Regions from separate parts of the Mus musculus genome. Here region 1 is linked to region 2. The links are chromatin contacts, called in public HiChIP or PLAC-seq maps. All regions are on one chromosome and are shown on one strand. Each heading gives the region's core, a stretch centred on a gene start, on an enhancer-like site or on the middle of the called end of the contact. The rest is flanking DNA. Distances are from core to core; before and after follow the strand shown.

Region 1 (6,906 bases), core at 2,661-5,160, 73 kb after region 2:
CCACCCTCACTGGTATTTTTATTATTATTTCTCATTTATTTACTTTCTACAAGATGAATTTATTTTTATTTTATGTATGTGTTTTTCCCGTGTATAGGCATGTGCACCATGTGCATGCCTAGTACCCATGGAGGTCAGAAGAAGGCATCGGACTTTCTGGAACTGGAATTATATAGACTGCAGTGAGTCACCATGTGTGTGGTAAGACCTGTCATATGGGTGATGGAAATTGATGCTGAGTCCTCTGTAAGAGCAACCAGAGCTCTTAATTGCTGAGCCATCCTTTCAACCCCTCTCACTTGGGATTTTACTTATGGATGATGGCCACCCTGCTAGGCAATGATCTCAGGTGCTACCCTATCCTTCCAGCGAACCCTGTCATGACCTCAACTCTGAAAACCCTCCTAAAGTTAAACCTTCACCTGCCTCCTAGGACTACTGAATCATCAGCTGTCTGGCTTATGCACCACATTTCCCTCCCAGTTTCCATTCAGGTTGTCAGAAAGATGCTGGTGTATTCTGGTTAACACAATCTAACTCCCAGTTTATAGGAATCTGCATGATAAACTGCAAGCAAAGTATGTGTTACTAATATGCAAGGACCCAACACTGACTCCTCTTTTCTTACCTGTTATTGTAGTTGGTTTTCTGTTGCTATGGTAAACTTATGACTAGAAGAATCCTGGAGAGGAAACAGTTTACATATTACTTCCATCACTGAGGTAAATCATCATAGGAAGTCAGGGCAAGAACCCTGGGGCAGGAACTGAAGCAGAAGCCATGAAGCAACACTGCTTACTGGCTTGCTCCTCATGGCTTGCCTCGCCTGCTTTCTTGTACGACGCAAGCTCAGCTGCCCAGAGGTAGTACCTCCCACAGTAAGCTAGACCCCACACCAATTAGCAACCAGGAAAATTCCTGGATAGATGTATCCAACAAGCCCATGTGATGAAGGTAATTCTTCAATTGGGGTTCCTTCTTCCCAGGTTTGTCCAGTTGAAAATAAAACTAACCAAAACACCTGTCTTCCAAGAACAGGTAGTGATAGGATGGATGGACACACAGACAAGGTGGAGTCATGACCACTTTGAAGAGCATATGGCACATCTTTTAAATTGAAATCTTTTTGTTGTTGTTGTTGTTGCTGTTTTGGAGACAAGGTCTCTCTACATGACCCTGGCAGTCCTGGGACTATGTAGACCAGTCTGTCCTCAAACTCATAAAGATCTATCTGCCTCTGCCTCCCAAGTACTGTGATTAAAGATTCGCACCATCACACCCTGATCGCTAAATAGAATTTTTACTTTTTTTTTTTTTAAAGATTTATTTATTGATTATATGTAAGTACACTGTAGCTGTCTTCAGACACTCCAGAAGAGGGAGTCAGATCTCATTACGGATGGTTGTGAGCCACCATGTGGTTGCTGGGATTTGAACTCTGGACCTTCGGAAGAGCAGTCGGGTGCTCTTACCCACTGAGCCATCTCACCAGCCCCTTACTTTTTTTTTTTAAGATTTATTTTTTATTATATGTGAGTACACTGTAGCTGTCTTCAGACACACCAGAAGAGGATGTCAGATCTCATTACCGGTGGTTGTGAGCCACCATGTGGTTGCTGGGATTTGAACTCAGGACCTTCAGAAGAGCAGTTAGTGCTCTTACCCACTGAGCCATCTCACCAGCCCCTAAATAGAAATCTTAAGAGGCAGATAAAAGCACAGTACCCATAGATTTGTATTGCTCTTCTGGTCTCCAAGGGCACCACACACAGGGCACACACACACACACACACACACACACACAGATAAAAGTAAGTCTTGAAGCGTGAAGGGGAGCTCTGCTTTTCACTCATCTGTCTTTTCATTTTTGTCTTAGAATGCCATCTCATTAGAAGACTTGGCTGTGTGGTAGGGGATTTCAGCAAGGTCTCACACCTGCAGATGCCTCCTCTCTAGGCCTGGTTCACCTCTAGGCTTGGTTCTCAGATGCCCTTTTCCAACCCTATCATCTACCTGTCACTCATCTTTGCTATTTCCTTCCACAGCTCCCTCTGCTGTTGGTCCCTGGGGAGTCTCTGCCAATGAGCCCTGTTTATTGGGCTCAAAGATATATAACCTGGGGCCTGTCACAGATCAAGTAAGAAACAGTTTTCCTTTCACTGCTACACAGGGACGGGCTTAACTATCTTCATCTTTTTATGTATGTGCACATGCATGTGTGTGTGTGCACATGTGCATGCGGAGGCCAGAGGGCCATCTTGGGTGTCACTTCTCAGGAACTTGCCACCTTGGTTTTAGTGACAAAACCAATTGCTTGCTGATTAGGATAAGCTGGCTGGCCAGTGAGCCAGAGGGATCCTCCTGCCTCAGCCTCCCGAGTGCTGGAATTATAAGCATGCGCCATCTTGCTCAGATTTTCACATAGGTCTGGCAATCCAGTGCAGGTCCTTTTGCTTGCAAAACAAGCACTTTAAGGACTGAGCTATCCCCTGGCTTTATTTGTCTTATAGATGGATTTCAGTAGGCTTTGGTGCTGGGAGTATCTAGCCCGAGTGATGACAACAGAGAGAAATCTTCTCAGGGAGAGGGGATGAAAGAGCAGCCCAGCTGTGAGTTTCACATCCATGAGTTAATTCAATTTTGAATTAACTTTGAGTCAACGTTGAGTCAAAAGCATTTGAAAAAAGTTATATGTGTATGGAACATTTTGACCTTTTTGTTATATTCTAATTGATATAGGGTAACATTTTTCATAGCATTTACATTGTGCTATAAATTATATAAAGATGATTTAAAGTAGTAAGTAATGTAAAGATCATTTTAAGTCTGCAGTAGGATGTCTACAGGCTGCATGCCAATGCCACACCATACTTTAAAAGGAACTTGAACATCTGAGGATTTAGGTGTCAGTGGGGTCCTGGATGCTGAGGGATGACAGTGGAGAGTGGGAAATCCAGAAGGGGCCAGATGTCACAAATGTACTCCTTTGAGAGTGTTTGAGCAAGCATGTGCACACATGATACATTTTGCAGTAGACCTTGGCTCTGTATTCAGCAATGGAAGAATAATTCATAAATTCAGACAGTCTTCCATTCCAACACTTTGAAAATCCCCCTGTAATTGTGTGTACCTTATGATTACAGGCCATTAGTGACCATTAGTAAATGAAGTTAGAGATTTCAATCGTGAAATGCAAACCTAGTTTCATGTATTAATTGCTTCTAATTACGGAAGAACATTTTAGCCAATTAGCTTTTGGAATTTAGGTGTAATCAGAAGGAGAATTCAGAGATTTGCTAATTGCTTCCCTCAGTGCTGCTCTTTGCTTTAGCACAAACATTTGCTGAGTGTGCAGGGTGGCAAGTATGCTTCTGGAGGTGCAAGACTTTAACATCAGTGTGGATGTGAGCCCTCTGTGTCTTTGAAATTAACACATAAAACAAATGGGGGAAGATGAAGACAATGAGGTAACAAATACCTCCATTGCTGAGGGCATTAGCAAGCCATATTGACTCTCGATGTTACAAAGTTTCAAGGGTCTCTGGCAGCTTTAAACTTCTGTGAATCAGACATCTTGGTTCCTGGTAGCCTTCCATGATGCCATGCAAGGTAGGAACTTTAAGGAAGGACAAAAATGCCCATCATGAGATGGGCAAACCTACCTCAGAGTTCAAGCATGAAGGGCTGCCCTTTCTCCCATCTGGTAGACCATGGACTCCCTGAAGGAGGTCATTGGCCAGTTCTTTTATTTTATTTTTTGTTTTCTAACAGCCCTGGCTATCTTAGAAGTTGCTTTCTGTTCATCTGACCTGGTCCTCTCTGATGGTGCTCTTGGTCTGCTGCAGAGGGACTCCTGTTGTTCTCCATTCCTGCCTCATCTTGCTTTTTCTCTGGCTGCAGAAGCTTTCAACACGAGTTCACCTGCTTCTGCCTTCGATTCACATTTATAATTGCAAAGGGGAGCCTTTGGCATCTCAACTCAGGCTTACTCCCACCGTCCTCGTTATTATATAATAACTCACCAGTCAGAACTTGCTCATCGACTCCTCCCCCATCAACATAATTTCTCCCTTTATACAAATAAACCAGGTTATTATCCACCCCGCCCCGCTTCCCGAAAGAACACAAGCTGTTGTCCGTTGCGTGTAAAGATGGTGTCATTGATAAGAGGCATTTCCTGCAGCAGCTCTCTCAGGAACAACTTGCTTGGCTTCATTGCCCTTGCTGTGCACTCTGACATCACATGCTGGTACCTTCAGATGAATTAAGATAACACTCTCCAGGAAAACGGAGTGTCACAGAACCTCCCAGACTTCTGCCAACAGTCATGGCTTCTTGCTGAGGTCTCTATCTTAAAAAGGGGAGGAACGCCCCTGTGTCTTGGCAGCGGTGGTTCTCTTTAGCGGTGTGTTCAGATTTTTGACATTGCAATATGACATTATCATCTCTAAAGTTCACGCTGGAGAGCCACACAGTTGAGTCGCTCAGTCCCTCTGAAATAACCTCATGAAAAAGCTTTCATGCTTTAAGTTTGTGGATCTGTTTCTGGACCCTATGAAGAGCTTGCCCTGGCCACACAAGGATGCATCCGCAGGCTGCACAGACACCTGAAGATTGTAAGCTCCGTTCCCTTTGCTTCAAGAGGAATTCCTACAGAGATGCCATGACTTCATGTCAAAGTAGTCATATCACATGGGAACATCCCAGCTGTGCCTTCTGGGTCACTTACATTGGGTACCATTCTTTTTGTAACAGAGCCTCAAGCCCTCTGTTTGCTGGAGTTCCATGATCTGAACAGGCCAGGGTATCCCTTGAAGAGGTTCATGATGACAGTTCTAATTTCCTGGCAGTACACCTACGCAGAAAATGGTGGCCAACACATCCTCTACTACTGCTGTGTTGAATGATAAAACAGACTCAAGCTTACAGTGTATGTTCTCATCACGTACAACCTTCATTAAAAGCAATTAACATCTGGGCAAAAGGTCTTTTCAGATGACAAGGAGACCTCCATCTCTTCTTTTGGGAGGTCAGTTACTCAAACAAAGCAACCGTCTTTGTATCAGCATGGTTGCTGCCTGGAGTTCAGAGGCCTGGAGCTTTCTAGTAGCTGTGGTATAAATGATGTGGAAAGAATGGAAGGGAGAGGGAGAGAGAGAAAGGAGGGAGAGAGAAGAGACAGGGAAGGAGGGGGAGGAGGAAAAAGAATGTGAGGGGTTATATTTACCTAGGTATTGAATAAAGATGGTAGATCTTGATACACAGTTTAATTAAAATTTTATCCCAGGCTGTGATTAAAAATGAAGTTATTTATTAGCTATACATTAATTATAAGACATATAAACCAGCTGACAAGATGGCTCAGCAGATAAAGGTACCTGCTGCTAAGACTGACAACCTGAGTTTTATCCTTGGGTCCACATGGTGGAAGGAGAGAACTGATTTCCATAAGTTGTCCTCTGATCTACACACACACAGTAAATATAAACATTTAAAAACAAACAAACAAACATAAAACTAGCAGTTGATCTTTGTGTTCGAAGCCAGCCTGGTCTACAGAGTAAGTTCCAGGACAGCCAGGGCTACATAGAAAAACTCTGTCTCCAAAAACCAAAATAGGGAAAAACAAACAAACAAACAAACAAACAAACAAACCTTAAAACTGGATGGCGATCAACCATCATCTTGTGGGACAAAGCATGTCTCAACAAAAGCTTCTCTCAGTCCGGGTTCTAATTAATGCTAGTAATATTTCCCATGCTCAGATTTAGAAAGTCTACATTCTCCTTGAGTTGAATTTGGAACCAAGTTAGCATTGTTTATGACACTCACTGCAGAAAGGCTTAAGAACAGATCTATCAGCACTTCTATCAGAAGAAAAGGTAACCCTTAACTTCTTTCCTAGACTGTCTCTATTATGGAGGTAATTAACTGAGTATTTGATTCTCATGTGCTTTGGGGCTGTTTCTCAGCAACATTTCACTTTGTGTTTTATAACAAGTGGCCTGGGGCAGTGATTACTTAGGCTAGCTGCCCAGCAAGCCCTCAACATCGAGATTACAAATACAGCTGGTATATGGCTTTACCTAGATCCTGGGGATTGAACTCAGGTCCTCATATTTGCACAGCAAACCCTTTCTTACTGAGCCATCCCTCTGGCCCAGCTGGAGCTCACTGTAGGGTGTGAGTTTGCCTCTTGGGTTTCTATACAATGATCCCAGGCACCCCTGAGATGCAAACTCAGGCCCAGGGTCATTGTAAAGTACATGGGATGTGGCTGATTCCATCCTCACTCACCCAGTGACTCCACCACCATTCTGACCTTCAGACATCACCCTCAGAGAACATTTATTCTAATTTAGTTTATAGATGACACAGGATTCCAAAGTTTCAAGGGATTTGCCCTCAGTTGGCCAATTGGATGCTGGGAAAGCCTCTAGGCAGGAAGGGAAGACAGAGGTCCCTCATCCCCTGCCTATTATATCAGGGGTACATAGCCTCTGCTGAGGTCCTGCTCACAGCCGTGTGGGACACAACACTGGGAAGGGAGTTCCTGGGCCGAGATTCCCAGACACAAATGTGAGGTTTACAGGTCTCAACTTTTTCCCACAGACGAACATGTGTTTTTGTGGAAAGACCACACAGCAGAGTCGGGACTGCTCTGTTATTTCCAGATTCTGGCCACTCAGCCTGAGTCACAGAGTGCCAAGGCCACATTAGCCTGGAGGAATTTACAAATTGTTCCTACTCTTAAGAGCACACTCCTGGGTTTCTCTCCCACAGAACCCTGACTCTCAGTACCACTGGACTCTGGGTTTTCTAGCATGCTTCTAAGGCATGCTGACTGAAGGACCACACTTGAGTAGCAATGGCCCAACACTTCCTTGCCTTAAGAGGACCTGGCAG
Region 2 (7,372 bases), core at 4,023-6,522:
TTAACAAAATCAGAAATAAAAAGGGAGACATAACAACAAAGTATATCTTTTGTTTGTTTTTTGTTTTTCAAGACAGGGTTTCTCTGTATAGCCCTGGCTGTCCTGGAACTCACTTTGTAGACCATGCTGGCCTCGAACTCAGAAATCCGCCTGCCTTTGCCTCCCGAGTGCTGGGATTAAAGGCGTGCACCACCACACCCGGCTAACAAAGTATATCTTAAAATAACTATTCTGTTTGTTGAATATCAACAGTTGAAAATATTAAAATCATGTTCCACAAACATCATGGAAATAATATTGATAATTTTTTCACTGTGCTTGAAATTAACATTTTCTTAATGTTTAACTTCAAAGAGTTTTTGCTATTTTGATTTTTTTAAGATTTATTTATTTTATGTATATGAGTACACTGTTGTCTTCAGACACACCAGAAGAGGGCATCAGATTCCATTACAGATGGTTGTGAGCCACCATGTGGTTGCTGGAAATTGAACTCATGACCCGTGGAAGAGCAGCCAGTGCTCATAACTGCTGAGCCATCTGTCCAGTCCCAGCTTATTTTGAAATTTTAAAAATATACTTACTGATAAAATAATTTCTCTCCATAATCTTTTTTTTTTTTTTTTGGTTTTTCCAAGACAGGGTTTCTCTGTATAACCCTGGCTGTCCTGGAACTCACTCTGTAGACCAGGCTGGCTTTGAACTCAGATATCCGCCTGCCTTTGCCCCTCCCGAGTGCTGGGATTAAAGGCGTGAGCCACCTGATAATCTTTTTTAAGTAAACTGATTGTTAGACAATGTACACAGATATATAATTCATTTTAAATACTCTTTCACTATGTCAGGTGGTATCATGTTTTTTAATATATTTCTTAATGATTCATTTTTAATATTTTATGCTATTTTACTATGCTTAACTCCCAAAGAATATTTTGTGTGTTTTAAAACAATTTAGTATTCAGCATTAGATATAGGATCCTCAGTTATGGATAGTATTAAATATTCATTAATAATATTTTTAGGGTATGAAAAGATATGAATATAAAAGTTGACCAAATTTTTTCGTATTATCTGATTCTCAAAATACTCAATATTATTAATATATATGATGTATAGAACACATTTAAATAATAAAAAAGTTAAGAAAAAAAGACAAAAGACAACCAAGGCAACAAGCAGTTAACACATCAAACAGGTAGAAATGTCTCACCTCCAATACCTGTCCTAAGAATCCACAACAACCTAGCTATAAGCAAGTTACCCCAAACCCCAAAAGAGCTCCGAGAGACATTAAGCCCAATGCCTCCACATTGTACTGAAGTTGAACAGAAAATATCATATGAAAATTACACATAAAACTGTATTCACAGAGTATATGGCATCATGTACTCTGTGAATATATATATATATGCCTATGAACTCACAAAGAATTAAAACCCACTGAAAGTAAACAACATCAACAAGGTTCCAGGACACAAGATCGACATACAAGATCAACTACATTTGTATATAGTGGTATCAAGCAATTAAACAATAAAAATTTTAAAGCAATTTTTATGTTTGTAAGTATAAAATATAAAAAAGCCTGCCAAGCGTGAGAACACACCTATAGTTCTGGCACTCAGGAGCTAGGTAGAAGACTAAGGAGCTGAAGGCATCATTCCTACACAGTATGAGGCTAGCTTAAGACACATGTGACCCTGTCTCAAAAAAAATTAATAATCTTCAATATAAATGTGACCAAAAGGGCAAATCTCATATACTAACACTTACTAAGAACACTGAAAAAAAATGATTCTAAACAAATGATAAGGGCTGGCAAGATGGCTCAGCAGGTAAGAGCACTGACTGCTCTTCTAAAGTTCCTGAGTTCAAATCCCAGCAACCACAAGGTGGCTCACAACCCTCTGTAATGAGATATGACGCCCTCTTCTGGTGTGTCTGAAGACAGCTACAGTGTACTTATGTATCATAATCAATAAATCTTTGGGGCTGAGGGAGCAGGGACTGAGCAAGCGGGGACAACCGGAGTGAATGGGGTTGACCAGAGTGAGCAGAGGTCCTAAATACAATTCCCAACAACCGCACGAAGGCTCACAACCATCTGTACAGCTACAATGTACTCATATACATAAAAATAAATAAATCTTTTTTTAAAAGTGACAAGCTAGTGAACAGTCATATTGAGATTACAATTCTCCCAGAGAGATTTGTAAGTTTGTTTAACATAATGCCTCTCAAAAGCCATCATAGCAGTGCTTTAGGGAAATACAAGCTGATGCTATAAGGCATGTGTAAATGTAAGAAACCCACTATGGTAGGTGTCACTGAAAACAAGTGTTGATGAGGATGGATCAAGACCCTCACACACTGCTGCTGGGAATGTAGATGGCCACACAATTAAATTTACTACATAGCCCTGCCCACCCACCCCACCCCACCCCCAAAATCACATAACTGTTATTCTTAATGACTAAAATAATCTCAACCTAAATGTCCATCACCTGGAAATCCAAACACGGAACATACAATATACTAGTCATCAATAAACAGGACTAAACGACTGATACATGCTACTACCTAGGTGAATCTCAAAATCATTATGTTAGGGGGAAAAAGCCAGACACAGTTACCTATTTCATATTATATAAATGTGAAATGTCTAGAAGAACTTCCAAGAAAAGGTTAATCTATAGAACAAGAAAACAAACCAAAGGCTGTCTGAGACTGAGTGGAGCCAGGATTGGCCACAGATTTGTGAGTCTAAAACCATTAAAGTCATGCAAAGAATTCTGAGTCTGAGTTCCGGCCCCCACTGACCAATTCCAAATTCATTTCATAGCTTATAAGTGAATGTAGCCCCTCAGTGATGGGCAATTTCCAAAAGCTAAGTGTGATGGCCCACGACTGAAGCCCTGGCTCTCAAAGACACAGGCCTGACCTCTGGATTTAAAGCCAGCCTGACCTGACGATATGGGAAGACCCATTGCAAGAGGAGAGTGATTTGTACAAGGACTCTTTCTTCTCACAGCAGAAAAGGCTCAGAAAAAGGATGATCAAGGCCTATTAGAGACTCCTCATGCCAAGGAACAAGAAAAACTTGTATCTCAAAAGGAGGGGATGATTTAAGAGTGGGGCACACGCCTTTAATTCCAGCACTTGGGAGGCAGAGGCAGGCAGATGTCTGTGAGTTCAAGACCAGCCTGGTCTACATAGTGAATTCCAGGACAGACAGAGCTACATAATGAAACTTTGGAAGTGATGGGGCAGCACAACACTCAAGCACTGTATTGTTACCTAAATCTGTGAATCCTTGTATTCTCTTTTCCAATAATACTAGATTTTCAGTAAATCACTGAAAATTAATTCATTTATGTCTAAGAGAAGACTTTCATATTAAAAAGTTAGCTAATCAGAAACCATAAACACCACCAGAGAATATGCATATCATAATTACATTAAGATTTTTAAGGAGCATTTCGGGATGAATTCTAGCCTGACCTGAGGCTCTACCACTCCTGTTATGGTTCTATCACTAGGATGAAATTCCTTGGGGCCTCTCTGTGGCCTAGAAAATCCAACCAACTTCCTACTGGCCAGGATGGCCTCCCTGAAGTAGCTTTTATAAATACAAGATTGGTGTAATTCTTGCTGGAACTATTTGCCAAAATATGGAAGCAGTTAAGAGCCCCATTCATTTAAAATGTGCATACAGCTTCACATGGACAACAACATACGTGCCATGACCACTCACACAAGGGAACACTGAAGAGGGCTGGGGAGCTAGCTCAGTTGATAAGATGCCTGCCATTACAAGCATGAGAACATGAATTCTATCCCCAGAACACACGTTCGTTGCTGTGTGTGCGTGTGTATTTAAGGTTTTAAGTGTGTGGCCCACATTTGTCATCTCAGCAATGGGGAGGCAGAGAAAGGCATAACCCCAAGGGCTTGCAAAGTCAGGTGACCTACAAGCCAAATGTGATGGGTGTGAGGAGAGGCGGGGGACGAATAAGGAGGGAAAGATGGGGCACTCCTGACACCACCTCTGGCCTCTACATACACACACATAACCGCCAGTTGTTCAATTGTGAGCGTTAAATCTGCCATTTGGAAGCACCCTAAAGGCGAGGGCCATCCACAAATAGGTATCTCACGTCGGTCACACCCGCTTAGATTAATTTAATGAGGGATGGGATTTTTCGAATCATCTCATACTAGAGGAAAAGTCCAGGCACACAGAGGTCTTCAATATCATTGGCCTGTTCCAAGATTTTCATCCAGCACCCCCTCCAAGCCCAAGCACCTAAAAACTGTTCCAGTAAGGCAGCAAGACAGCAAGACACAAGCATTAAACACTCTCAGGCCTTGAATGGGCCTCTGGGCCTGTCACTCAAGCAGCTGTGGGAGGGCGATCTTGAGACCCTGAGCAGAGCTGCTCTAATGGATGGCGAGCAATAAGCTTCACCTTTGCCCCAGTCCTTCCAAAAGTACCTGCGGCTACGTTGAAACCAGAGGGAGAGGATTTGCTTAAAACAATAAAAATAAAAATAAATGGGGACGAAGGGTAAAGGACAGATGCCTCTCTACCATCGCCGCGAGCCAAGCTCACCAAGCTTCACCTTGGGCCTTAGACCCCACCCCTCACTGTCGGTCCCGCCCCGCCGGGCTCATCTGCGATGGCGCAGCCCCCCTCCGGCTCCTCTCCCTTGTGGAGCGGCCCCTCTAAGTCGTGCGGGCTCCCGCCGAGATCAGTTTCCGTGTGGTCACGCCCACCGCGTCTGTCGGCCACTGCCAAGCTGGGTTCAACTCCCCGATTAGCCACGCCCCTCACCGTCGGCCTCACCTCCCACCTGGCTCTAGCCCCGCCTCCCGCCAGGCCCCGCCTCCTGCCGGGCTATATCTTCCCCCCCCCCCAACCCCCCACATCCCGCCCCGCCCTCCCGCGGCTCGCACCCGCCCACCGTAGCTTCTCACCGTCCTGCCTCAGCTCCACCGCGCCGCGGGAGCGCGGCTCGCCCACGTTGAGACTCGGGCGCACGTTCTCGCGAGTCTTCTCTGCCCTAGCAGGAAACGGCGGTCTTCCCGGGTGGTCCTCACCCAGAGCTGCCTCAGCAGACTGGGCCGCGGCGGAAAAGAAGCCACCGCCCGGCTTCTGCGGCTTGAAAACTTGGCACAGCCTCACGGAACTTTTTTTGTTTTGACGTGTTTGGAATTTTCCCGCGGCCGCAAGGGAGTGGGGCTGCGCGCGCGCTCGCACGCACGCGCAGTGCACTCTGGGGCCCAGCGCGCTCCCGCGGCATGATGGGAAGATCTGAATCTCTCCTGGAGGAAGTGGGCGACTACGGGCTATAGCTAACTCGCGGCGCCGAGTGAGGGCTTTAGAGAAGAGAGAGCCCTGGAATGTGGTTCTTGAGAGACGGGAGTTGCCAGATAGGTCAAACTCCACATAGGGTTCAAGCCTGCTGGGCCCAACCACAAACGAGTTTTGTCTGTGGTTAGTGATCGCTCCAATCCCTAGTCAGGCCCATGTACTGCTTAGTTCAGGTTCAAATCGGTTCAAAGTTGCATTTACGCCACATAAGTGGAAACTTCTTGTCAAGTGAGACATGGCTTATCTTTTATTCTTGAATTTTTAACATTACATTTGTGTGCATGCCAGGTGAACCTAGAGGTCAGTTTGTGGGAATCAGTTCTCTCACTAATGCAGGTACCCAGTCTTCAACTTGGTGGTAGGAGCTTTTACCTGATGAGCGAGCCATCTTGCCAGCCCTTTCTTAAAGATTTTCAAATTTAGATCTGCATGGTTATTTACAGATGTTTGAATTGGGGAAGAGTCAGGATAACCTTAAACTTTTAGATTTTTTTGGTTTGTTTGTTTGTTTCGAGACAGGGTTTCTCTGTATAGCCCTGGCTGTCCTGGAACTCACTTTGTAGACCAGGCTGGCCTCCAACTCAGAAATCTGCCTGCCTCTGCCTCTGCCTCTGCCTCCCGAGTGCTGGGATTAAAGGCGTGTGCCACCACGCCCGGCTTAAATTTTTTTTTTTAATTAGTGCCTAAGAACCATTCGTTGTAATAAGACCACAACTTAGTGCCTTAAAAATAACATGTAGGGAGGAATATATGCCTGTAATAAATAGCTCTTATTTAAATACTCTGTTGCAGGATATTTGATCATACTGTGAATCCCGAGGTTGTATACTAGAAAAAACTATCTCTACACGTGTGGCTTAGCCCTAGCACACTCCTTTAATCCACGATCTTTCTGTTTATTGTAAATTGAATTTGAAAGAGAAGAATAAAGACTAGCCGAAAGACATTGGGTTGTAGAAAAACAACTGCTGAATTAGATTACCTGTATGCTTTAATTAAGGGAGCGGTGTAACAGATAGCTTAGCCATTAAGAGCACTGGCTGCTCTTCCAGAGAACCTGAGTTTGAGTCACAGCATCCACATGGCAGCTCACAATTATTAGTAACCCCTGTCCAAGGGATCTGATGCCCTCTTCTGGCCTCCTTCGGCACCACACTGCACAAACATTAATAAGTCATAATATCCACACACACAAAATAACAACATCAAAATTTAAAGGGAGACCCCAGGGGAACCTGATCCCAAAGTAACATGCCCTGCTTTATGGGATCAAGTGGCATCAAGCCTTTTAATATGTCATTTTAGTCAAAAAAAAATAGCACGTTTAGTGAGACAAGTGTGAATGACACCTTAGCCCTGAAAAAGCCATATAGTGACAAATTTTAAGATTTTTGTTTGTTAGTCTTTGTATTTACCAGCAAAAACAATGTGGAACTAGGTTTGTTTCTTGTCTTTTAGAGTGAAAGTAACCATTTTGGTACTCATATTTGTGTATACACACACACACACACACACACACACATATATATATATATATATGAAAAAAAGCTACCTGGAGTCAGACAACTCTTTGTGTCTCTGGGTGTTAGGAGTCTGGCCAGTCCTACTTTGTAAGTTAGCTGTCCAATGAAAGCCAGCCATAGGGAAAGCACCATGACTCTCCTCACAAGAACCTGTTTTAGGAGAAGTTTAGAAAACCCTTCCTACTTTGGAGGAAGGAAAGCTCAACCTTCTAGCTTTGTTTTAGTACCTAGATGCCAGTAATCACACAAGCTACCTGCTTTGGCTAAACAGGAAAGAAAAATAAGTTTTTATTTTGTCAAAATGAACATTATTTTAAGCCCCTGTGACTTGTCACAGGACTAAGATGAAGCACTGTAATAAAGTCAGATTTCCGTAATTAATGAAGATTCTTGTCCTTTGCCTTAAGCTTGGTCTAGAGAAAGGAACCATCCTCGGGCTAATGTATAGTTGCTTTTCCTGCAGAGACCATCAGTG

What was found. HiChIP or PLAC-seq counts read pairs in DNA pulled down with a chosen protein or histone mark.
Region 1: a contact with region 2 is called in an H3K4me3 HiChIP or PLAC-seq map of the SCID.adh cell line, with 16 read pairs. The contact joins the enhancer-like site here to the promoter of Fancc in region 2. A contact is called at or near these places in 1 of 39 promoter capture datasets (cranial neural crest), 9 of 484 Hi-C or Micro-C datasets (B cells, Sertoli cells, Th1 cells and 6 more), 7 of 115 datasets of contacts at active chromatin or transcription factors (the SCID.adh cell line, embryonic stem cells, memory CD8 T cells and 2 more) and 2 of 9 other capture datasets (adipose tissue and liver).

The regions. Positions count from the first base shown.
Region 1 is chr13:63,500,526-63,507,431 of GRCm38.p6, forward strand. No RefSeq gene overlaps it. Among named protein-coding and RNA genes, the nearest start is that of Ptch1, 62 kb to the right of the region's middle. Within about 2 kb of position 3,911, at least 1 of the 459 cell types and tissues checked has an H3K27ac peak or open chromatin away from gene starts, as enhancers often do. A contact at or near this core is called in the SCID.adh cell line, where this site is marked.
Region 2 is chr13:63,426,473-63,433,844 of GRCm38.p6, forward strand. Fancc (Fanconi anemia, complementation group C) reads right to left here and starts at 5,273. Exons shown (of 15, transcript NM_007985.3): 1 at 4,978-5,273.